2 separate regions of the Mus musculus genome follow, and region 2 is linked to region 1. A link is a contact called in public promoter capture Hi-C data. All regions are on one chromosome and are shown on one strand. Each heading gives the region's core, a stretch centred on a gene start, on an enhancer-like site or on the middle of the called end of the contact. The rest is flanking DNA. Distances are from core to core; before and after follow the strand shown. Region 1 holds the start of Olfr225 (olfactory receptor 225). Region 2 overlaps Wnt3a (wingless-type MMTV integration site family, member 3A).

What was found. Promoter capture Hi-C pulls out the DNA fragments that hold promoters and counts their contacts.
Region 2: a contact with region 1 is called in a promoter capture Hi-C map of hippocampal neurons, with 2.1 times the contacts expected there. The contact joins the enhancer-like site here to the promoter of Olfr225 in region 1. A contact is called at or near these places in 5 of 39 promoter capture datasets (the C10 cell line, hippocampal neurons, liver and 1 more) and 1 of 9 other capture datasets (macrophages).

What each region holds. Positions count from the first base shown.
Region 1 is chr11:59,610,078-59,615,181 of GRCm38.p6, reverse strand. Olfr225 (olfactory receptor 225) reads right to left here and starts at 2,216. Exons shown (of 1, transcript NM_001011740.2): 1 at 957-2,216. The coding sequence starts at 2,216. The coding sequence ends at 957.
Region 2 is chr11:59,262,239-59,267,342 of GRCm38.p6, reverse strand. All of the region lies in intron 2 of Wnt3a (wingless-type MMTV integration site family, member 3A), which reads left to right. Among named protein-coding and RNA genes, the nearest start is that of Wnt3a, 26 kb to the left of the region's middle. Within about 2 kb of position 3,047, at least 57 of the 459 cell types and tissues checked have an H3K27ac peak or open chromatin away from gene starts, as enhancers often do. A contact at or near this core is called in hippocampal neurons, where this site is marked.

The DNA.
Region 1 (5,104 bases), core at 967-3,466:
TCATTCTGGTATTCCCTGTAAATCAGAAGGGAAAATGTGAAGCGAGCTGACGTGTTTTTCAGTGTTAAGACAGTCCTACTTCATAACTGTCAGAGGGTGAAGGATGAGTTGAATGTTTTATTTCCTCATGGTTAGCATCGCCATCATCACTGCCATTGATAGCCTCATCTTGGTTCATTCTCACTAGTCCTCCTCCATAAGCAGTGATGGCCTTGCTCCCTAGACACTCCCTGCCATCCTTAAAGTTTCGGTGCCCAGTCTTTCTCTGATGCAGAAGGCCTGATTGATCCATCGGGAGCGATCCATCGGGAGCTGGTTCTACGAGAACTCTAGAGCACTGGCGGCAAGCTTTGTCACCCACTCATTACTGAGACGTAGAGAGTGCCGAGGTCAAGTGCTTGCCTGGGGTAGGCAAGGCCCTGGCTTCCATGCCAGCCCCGCAAAAGTCTAAAAGAAATAAGAGAGAAGGAAAAGAAAACAACAAAAACGAAGCTGAACATGGTAATCCAAATATTTGCAATCCCAGCACTTGGGAGACAAGGAGGGGCGCTGGGCTACAGAGATCGTGCCTCAAGAACAAGAGAAAAAAAAAACAAAAACCCAAAAACCAAAACACATTTGTCAAATCAAAACACACAGCTGACTCATGTTTCCATAGACCAATCTGTTCTGTTTTGTGCTACTTTTGAAATGCTTGCTACATTCACTAAACTCACTTTGTGACCTATACATGGGCCATGACCTGAAGTTTAAAATAAGCAATGCTTTTAGTTAAACAGTTAAGTCCGTTTGTGCGGGGACAGGGAGGAGGGTTGGCTGGTGACCATCAGAGGACATGGGAATGTTTGCTCCACAGGGTGGAGCAATAGAGCTGGAAAACTGAGACAGCTTTCTATGGGAGAGAGCAAGTGTTCCCATTACTTCTCTGACACACAGGCACATGCGCACACATTCTGTCAGACGGTGCCTCCTTCCTCTTGTGTCTGAACAGCATCACAGGTTAGCTGTAAATAAATCATTTCCTCCACTCTGTGCAAAAAAGGAAGCCACAGGTCTTTTTCTGTCAGTTTGCTGGGGTTTTTTTTTGTAAGAAGTCCTATCTCCTTGAATAAAATGGAGGCCCTTCCCTGCAGACAGTAATATACATCACTGATCTGGGACCTATGGGATACAAGACACCACATCGTTGCCACCTTTGGCTTATTGTCACTATGATTCACTATGGGTCCGAAACACATGGACAAGTGAGGTGAGTTCCAGGTCCTGTCAGTGCCCTGCGGGTCGAGCAGGTTTCTATCTTTTCCCAGAACCTTCAACATGGCCGCCTTCATGTCTTTGTTTCTCAGAGAGTAGATGAAAGGGTTTAGCGTGGGGGTCACCAGGCAGTAGAACAGAGTTAGAAACTTGCCCTGGTCCTGGCTTGCCAAATTGCCAGGCTGCATGTACATGTAGATGATGCTACTGTAGAAAAGAGACACCACCGCCATGTGTGACGAGCAGGTGTTGAAGGCCTTGCGCCGACTAGCTGTAGACTTGATCCTCAGGACGGCGGCAGCAATGTAGCCGTAGGAGACCAGGATCATAATGAGAGGCACAAGAACAATAGGGATGGCCAGGATGAAAATTAGGCCTTCTATCCAGCTTGTGTCCACACAGGAGATGTGGATGATAGCCGGCATCTCGCACACAAAGTGGTTGATACGGCGATGACCACACCGCCCCAGAGACATGGTCAGTGGGGACATCAGTGTCGAGCTGGCTGTGCCACCGAGCCAGGCAAAGGCTGCCAGCTTCAGGCACAGCTGTGGGTGCATGATGGTCAGGTAATGCAGTGGCTTGCAGACAGCTACAAAGCGGTCGTAGGCCATAACTGACAGGAGAATGCACTCGATGCCCCCCACGGACAGGAAGGCAAAGAGCTGAACAGCACATCCTACGAAGCTGATGGTCTTCCGTGGGCCCCAGAGGTTAATCTGGAACTGGGGGATGCTACTGGTGCTGTAACAGAGGTCAAGAAGGGACAGGTTGCTGAGGAAGAAGTACATGGGTGTGTGTAGCCGGAGGTCCATGAGGGAGAGGAAGATGATGGCTGAGTTGCCTGTGACAGCTAGAAAATAAAAGACCGTACAGACAACAAAGAGGACCATCTCCAGCCGGGGCTGGTCAGAGAAGCCCAGGAGAATAAACTCCCCAGAGCTCTCATTGTTCTTCTCCATCAGCTGTGACCTGTTCAGAAAGCATGACACACAAGCATTAGGAAAAAGCCAAGATGATCTGGACACAAACGGTCCCCCAGCAGGGACGTATTTCACCACATCATCAATATTTTAACTGTAGCGACTTGTTTAATGCTTGCCTGTCAGGTGAGGTACCAGGAGAAGATATTTGTCTACCATGGAAGGAAGCTCAAACTATCCCCCAAAGAGCACTCTAATCCATTTAATTAAGGTAAACGGATAAATGTTCAAATCTTTTTTTTTTAGTTTAAAAATGGAGCACCTATTGATATTTTTAGAAATAAAGTAACATTTTAAAAAGTCACTTTCCCAGAGTCTTCTAACATTGCAGTGATTTTCAAAAACTTGATACAATCACCTTTTCATTTTTGTGAAATTGTTTCAAGAAGTTTGCTTGGATCTCCCATTTCCTCACCCCATGTCCATGTTTCAGTCATCAAAGATCAGTTGCATAAAAACCTAGGCTATTGTTCTTATGATCTTGTGCCACGAGTTACAGGTGGAAAGGGAATGAGGCACACGTTGGCATTCAAGTTACTCACAGTGACTAACTATGCTTCCAGGAAACTAAGAGCCCATGGTCCTAAATGTTCTGACTTCTGAAAAGCTAAAGATTTGGTCTCACCTTGTGACCTAGTGATTCAAGTGACATTGCCTAAGAGACCCAAAGTAGCTTTCATTGTGTGGAGTTTTTCTGAAAATTATGGCACACAGGAAGGAAAAAAAAAAAAGAGCAAAATGTCTCACAAATATGAGACATGTTGATTTTCAAGCTTCCTGAAGCCCCAGCGTTCTAAGATGCTGGTCTGCAAGGAGGAATTCACCTGTCAGGAGGATGCTTAGGAATACCCAAGCCCTGTTTGCTGCAAAGACCTCTCCTCAGAATGACCTGCATCTCTGAGAGATGCATGAAGAGACCGAGTCCAGGATTGAGATGTTGCAGCCAGGTGAGGCCCTCAGATGAAAGGGGAGTCAGGGCATTTTTCCCAAGAGAAGAAAAATGATTGCTAAAGGCTGAAATCTTCCCGCACATGGTTCTCTGTGCTTGGCCTTTCTCTTAAGAAAAGTCGCAGCCATGTTCTTGGGCAACAGAAGCTGGCAGCTGTCCTCCCTCATACCCCGCATGCCACAAGTCAACAGCCTGTTACTTGTCTCATGGCTACACTTTAAACCACGCTTTGCTTCCAGTTTAAAAAAGGGAATCCAGTAATACAATGAATGAAAAATAGAAGAAGTAGAAAATAAATATCACATGCTCCAAGATACAAAAAGACAATGGCAAAGGGTGAGTTCCCTTGACCACATTCTTTAATTGAAGGCTAGAGGTTATTTTCTTGTCCAAAGAAATACCTTGATTCATGGTTATCTGGTGAAATCCCAACCGCAAAATCATTGAAAACAGATCTTCCTAACAATTCACAAGTTGTCTGATACAGACTCTCGGAATGCTTGAAGTATAAACAAACTAATGGGCTTAATTCATTGCCAGTAGCAAACCCAAATATTCTAATAATGTTTGTAGCAGTATATACTATAAGCTGAGAGGTGTACAATCATAAGTGTTCAGGAAAAGCTGGGGACATTTTTATGGCCCATTCCACACTGCTGCACAAAATACGGGAGAAGGGATGATCTGTAACAAACAGAAATGTGTTTGATTTACACTTATCTCCAGTTTGGGAAGCTCGGGGTCATGGGGATACATTTGGTGAGTGCCTTTTCGTTTTACCATTCCATAGTAGAAAGACAGAAGAGAGAGAGGTCAGGGTCATTGTTTTATTTGGAACTCACCTATGTGATAACTTACCCAGTCCTGTGGTTATAGCAGCATTCACTCTGGAAGAGACTTTGAGACCCAACACCTTTAACAGAACCTGCTCCCACTCAACACTGCTGCCCAGGGGAGTCAGGGTGCAACACATGAACTTTGGAGGAGCATAGTTAAACCATAGCAGTAGCTTTGTGGATGGCAAAATCAAAGAGGGTTGTCCGAAGAGAAAAACAAAAACAAAAATGATTCTCTGCTGATTGGAAACTGTAACATAGTTACACAGCAGATATCTGGGGACTAAACACAAGAACGGTCAAACCTTGGCTTGGTGTTTACTCTCACTTACCAGGTAAAATGCAAAAGTAAGGAGAAAGAGAAACATTGTTTTTCTTTGAAAGCCTGTCCTGGAAGTAAGTGTTCAGCTATTTAGGACATGGTGAACACATTGTGTTTACTGAACCGGGCAACCTACCCCAGTACAGAAACTGTCACCCCACACTTACTCCCTAGAAAGGGGGTGACAAAGACTCCCTGTTCCCACCCAAGCATTTCTTCCCCATAGTGAATGGAGGAGACTTTTAAAGGGTTCAGGCTCATTAGGAAGTCAGGCAGCTCCTAGAGAGTTCTTCCTAAGATAAGTTATTTATAATACTGAATTCCCTGCGTTCCCCCCGCCCCCATTCCCAGGAGTTGGAAGGAATAACTTGGAGAAACAACTCTCAGGAGATTTTTCTTGTACTGGGTATAGGGAAAGGCAATTAGTCTGAACAGTGAGTTCATTTAAGATGCATCTCTTAAAATGGACCTAATTCAGAAATGAACCAAATTCAGAAATGAGAGGAGAAATAATGTCTCCTAAGAGTACTAATTGTTTGTCTCTAATGGATTGGCTGGCCACTCTTCTCTTCTCTTCTCTTCTCTTCTCTTCTCTTCTCTTCTCTTCTCTTCTCTTCTCTTCTCTTCCTTCCTCTCTCTTTCTCTCTCTCTCTTTCTTTTTCTTGTTTTTCTTTGAGTTGCAAGGTCATGGGATTTAGTTTGTCCTGTCCTTAAAAATACTACATTTTCAAATTACAAATTGTTTTACATAACAAGCTTT
Region 2 (5,104 bases), core at 1,798-4,297, 350 kb after region 1:
CCTATGCATTTTGCTCTGTGAATGTGTCAGATGACTGAAAGACAAGGGGCTGGTGCCTGGGAATATCTTGGAAGGCTTCCTTGGGGAAGCGGCTCCAAACTCTTTGGGCAGACAGTAGTATGGTTGTGGGGAGCCCAGGGGTGAGAGAAAAAGGAGCAGGGGAAGGCAGTGGGGCTCAGCAGTCTGACTAAACTGGAGCCTGAGGCACCGTGGAGGAAGAGAGAGGATGGCTGTGCCTGAGGCTAGAGCCCCGTCACATAATTTTGGGCGAGGTTAGGGGAGCTGCAGAATGTTGAGGGTCTCCCAGTATGCTCTTGGGCAAACACAGGCTGTCTAGGGACAAGCAGCTGCCACAGGTCCTGCCCTAGAGAGCAGATAGTCACATCAGCCTTGGGGCTGAGGGCCGCGCCTGCCCACATTCCTCTGCCTACACCCTTGCCTCCTAGAAGCCACCTGCAGGACAGAGAGAACCTAGGCTGTCTGGCCTCAGCATCCCATCCCGCTTTCCCATGGCAGCACTGGAGGATTTCCTGCCAGACGGCAGCCTGCACCCCTGCAACTGTCCTCCCTGCAAACATGACTTAGGCCTCTCTCAGTTTGCTGCTCCCTTCTTCACTCTGTCCCCTCCGGTCCCCGAAAGACCCGTCCTCCTCCTCCTGCTCATGCTCCCCTCCTCAGTCCTTGTTCTCCTTCTCTTCTGGTGGCCAGGGGAGAAAGGAGCCCTCCGTGTGCCCCCAGAAAGGCTGGCTCCAGAAGCCCTTGTGCCCCCCACCCCCTGCTGCCTGCTGGCCTCGAAGTAATCAATCTGATTGGATTAGGGTCAGGGCAACCCTAATCATGTCAAAGGTTACCCTAGGCTTTGTGGCAAGGACCACAGGGGTGCCTGGCCACCCCTGCCGAGGTGGCCTCTGTTGAACAGAGTTTAACATCTACCAGCCAGCTGGGAGGAAGGGAGCCAGCCTCTTGCGTGCATGTGTGCATGTATGTGAGCTTGTGCAGCCATGTGTTATAGAAAAGCGTGTGTGCATGTGTTTTATATATGCATGTGCGCATGAATGTCTTACGTGGGCCTGCGCACTTGTGAATATGAATGTGTTTGTGCCCATGTTAGTGAATATGTCTGTCCGAATGTGTGTCATGCATGGGCATATTTCAGTGTGCATTTGTGTGGATGTGCCTTACGTGGGTATGTGTGTAAGTATATGACTGCATGTGCTGTGTATGGATATGTGGAGATGTGTGCACGTGTCAGTGCACATATACATTTGTGCACCTGTGTATGTACTCACAGGTATTGATTATATATGTATAGATGTGTGAATGGTAGCTACACACAAATGCTCGTACATGTGTGCTCAGGTGTCTGTCTCTGTGTGGGTGTGACCATGTACACGGTACAGGCGTGTGTGCATATGTATATGCATTGAGCATGCATGTGTGAATGGGTGCCTGTGTGTATACAAGGCAAGTGTTTGCTCATATCTAATCCCAAAACCATCTGCCCTGTGTCAGCCTAAAACTCAGGATGCTAACCTGAGCGTGAGGAAGCTCTAGCCCTTGAATGCAGAACGAGGTCCTAGAGGGCTCTGCTCTTGCACCCAAAAGTAGCAGGGAGCGACCTACCTACCTACTCGGGATCAGAAAGCATTTGAAGAATTTTGAGTACAGGATGATTGTGAACCGTTTATATCCCTTGAGGCAAGCCTCAGACACTTGGAGGCAGGTACTAGGTGACTCCCCTGTATTGACCTCTGGCAAGATGAAATGGGTGGGGTGGTTGCAGGGCCAGCCTGGGCCAGAGGTAGGGGTCACAGGACGAAGGTCAATAAAACAGCTGGTCAGGCTGGAAGGGGACAAGTGGGAGGCTCACAGGATTGGGGGGTGGGGGCAGAGTCCAGGAAGCAGGTTATTAAACACTATGTGTCCTTGTGAGGGGACAGCTTTCTTTTGGCTGTGTGTGACATTTGCATGTAAGACATAAAGGCACATGGTCTGAAGCCCACAGCCGTGGAAACTAGGGTCTCTACCTGCCTGTGTACGGGGGTGGCTGTGCCTGGAGTCCTCAGAAGCTCCTAGCTGGCTTCCCTATGAGGGAGGAGCATCTTCTACCCACCTTGCAACACTCCACCCCACTTGGGGGTGGTCTCCCCAAGTCCCTAAGGACTCCTGGGGGCTCACTGCTTGTACAGGCAACCTTTATTCACTGCGAAGTCTTCATTTGGGCCTTGCTGGCCTGGACAGTGTCTCCAGCCAGAGCATCTTACCTCGTGTTGGGTGTGGTCCCTTCCTCCAGCCTGTGACATACCTCCAGGCCAGCCATACCCTCAACCCATAGTGGCTGGACTTTGTTGGGTCCCCCAAACCTCTGCCACAACTATTAGCAGAGTTGGTTGCTTTTGAACATCAGACTCTCAGTATCTGCTGAACTCACCCCAAGCCCTACTTGGCTTCTGGGCAGGGAACAACAGCTTGGCCTCTTCCCCTCCCCCAGGCAAAACCCCTTCCTGATGACTGGCCTCAGCTTCGTGGCTCCTCAGGGGGTGGTCCTCCACCTCTCTGTGTGCTCAGCCTATGGAAGGATCGACTCCAATGAGACTAGCCTGCAAGACAGCCGGAGCTTAGGGGTTCCGGAGGGACAGAAAGGGCAGCTTTTTAGGGAAGCAGAGTCCCCAAATCCAGGTTGCGACCCCTGACCCCCCCATCCGAAAGTGTTACCATTTACGATGCGTTGGGGGTGGGGGGGCTCCCCTGGCTCCGGGGGCCTCTCCGGTATATCATTAACTCTCCGCTGTGGGAGGGGGGACCCCGGCCGATATCCCACTGCGCTCGGCTCTGAGCACAATGTCCCTGCGAGGACGACAAGATTAAGCACAAGGGAAAAGTGAAAATGCTGTTGGCGATTCACACGCCCTTCGGGGTGTTGAATTAAAGCGTCTGAAAGAGGATTTCCCCTCGCGCCCGACGGCGCGGCGGGCAGCGCATACTTCCAGGTTGCTATGACTGGCCGGCGATCGCCTAATCACCGGCCAGGGGGAAATTCATATAAAATATCGCTGGCCATTGTGGGGCTAACGCGGCGTGACAGTGTCGCACAAAGCCGGATTCATCAGCCCCAGCAGGTCAGCCAGGCGCCCGGCCGCGCGGGCCCGGGCGGTGTCAGGGGCCGCGGCCACGGTGGGGCACCGGCGCATTCCGCTCTCAGGTGGCTCCGGGGCCTTTTGTGCCTCCGTGTGATTACCAAATGCCACCGCGACACCCCCTCCGGGCCGCCCGGCTCCTCGAGGCCAGGAAAAGGGCCTGGGGAAGGAGGGACGGTGGGCAGCCTTGGAGGGGAGGCGCCAGGGCGGGGCCTGGGCTGCAAGCTACCAGCTGGGGCTGCTCGGTTCTCTCGTCTGCCCTCTGCCTGCTGTGCTGAACACGGGTGGGGGAAGGGATGCCCACCCACTGAATGTGTTATGGAAGCACTTTCAGACATCGGGATGGGAATGGGATAGATAGATGGTTTGTCTTTCCTCAGCGTGACAGGAGAGTGACACTCCCAAGGGAGGTGATGCCCCATGACCTGCAGGCTCTGGCCAGTCTGAGCAATTATGGCTATGCCATAGTTGGGCCTTCTTCCCACCAGTGGTCGGATAGTGATCTCCCAGTTGGAGTCTGGAAATTGAGAGGACAGAGACCATCTGGAGGTTGTTGCCTGACAAACTCAGCCCAGGCTGCCAACCCTAAGCCTTCTGTGGTCTCCAGGAGGGTGTGGTGGATGTAATGTGCAGACATAGGTAAGGGTGAACCTTCTGTCTGCTGGGATTCCCTGGTTCTAGTCCTGTGCAGGGAAGCTTCAACAGAGATAGAGGGTCCTAAATAAACGCATACATAGCATATGATCCTAAAGGTTCATGCACCAAACTTTGGTGCACCCAATTTCAAAAATAAATAAATAAATAAATAAATAAAAATATAAAAATAAAAATAAAAATAAAAAGGTACTACTGGATTTAAAGGCACAGATTAACCTCAACTCATTAATAGTAGGCAATTTCAATAAGCCCACACACACATGCACACACGGACACGCACACAGCTCGTACCTGGTTCTGGAGAGTAGACACCTTCCATATGATTCATTTCACTTCTAGTTCTGAGCCTAGTGCCTAGCTCATTATGGACTCTCATATTCTGGATAGGTGATGGACGGATGGACAGATGAATGGATGAGTGGGTGGATGGATGATAAATGGGTAGTAGATGGATAATGAGTGCGTGATAGATGGACAGTAGACAGATAATTGAGTGGGTGGTATTTTGGTGGAGGATGGGCGTATGATAAATAATGAACTAGATGAAGGGAAAGGAAGGAAGCCCAGATAGTGATACTTTCCTTAAACCCAGTAAGAGCGCAGCAAAGCTGAGATTGTTTCTGCAGGGGGACTTTGCTCCCCACCTCCCAGGATCTGGGTGAAGAGACAGTGGCCTCAATTCATAATCCTCCCACGTCAGCCTTCCTGGTGCTGGAATTACAGGCCTGAGCCATGACACCGTTTTTGGAATTTGCTTCTTTTATAGAACAACTTCTTCAGGTAGTTTCTTTTCTTTATCTTTACCTGTATCTGATAAATAGACAGTATCTCCAGCCCTCCAAAAGCTCTTCTTAGCTCTGCCCCCAGATGACTGGCCCAGATGGGCAACACTAGTCTGTAAGAGTCCTGTGCTCAGGCACCCACCCCCTCCTCATTTGATGATCAATAGCCATTTGAAGGGTCTGATGTCATGCACTTGTTTTCTGGAGGGAGGTGTGCTCTTGGAAGCCCTCACCTTTATGCTGGCCATTTCTGCTGAGTCAACAGAAACTGAAAGGTGCTGTGTGTGCCAGGAACTTTGCTGTGGTGTGCCCCATTCCCATTCACTCTCTGCAAAAGAGATAGCTCTGGGAGAGTGCTTCATAGCTCTGGTAGAGTGGTTCATTCACCATGGTTGTCCTAAAACCCTATGGGACTCTGATGGAAGCAAAGGGTTTCCTCTCTGAGAAAATGTGTTTGTTCCCAAGATCCACGTTTTGCCTCTGACTCCTGGGTAGACCCAATCTTGTTGGATTAAAATCCCTGCCATC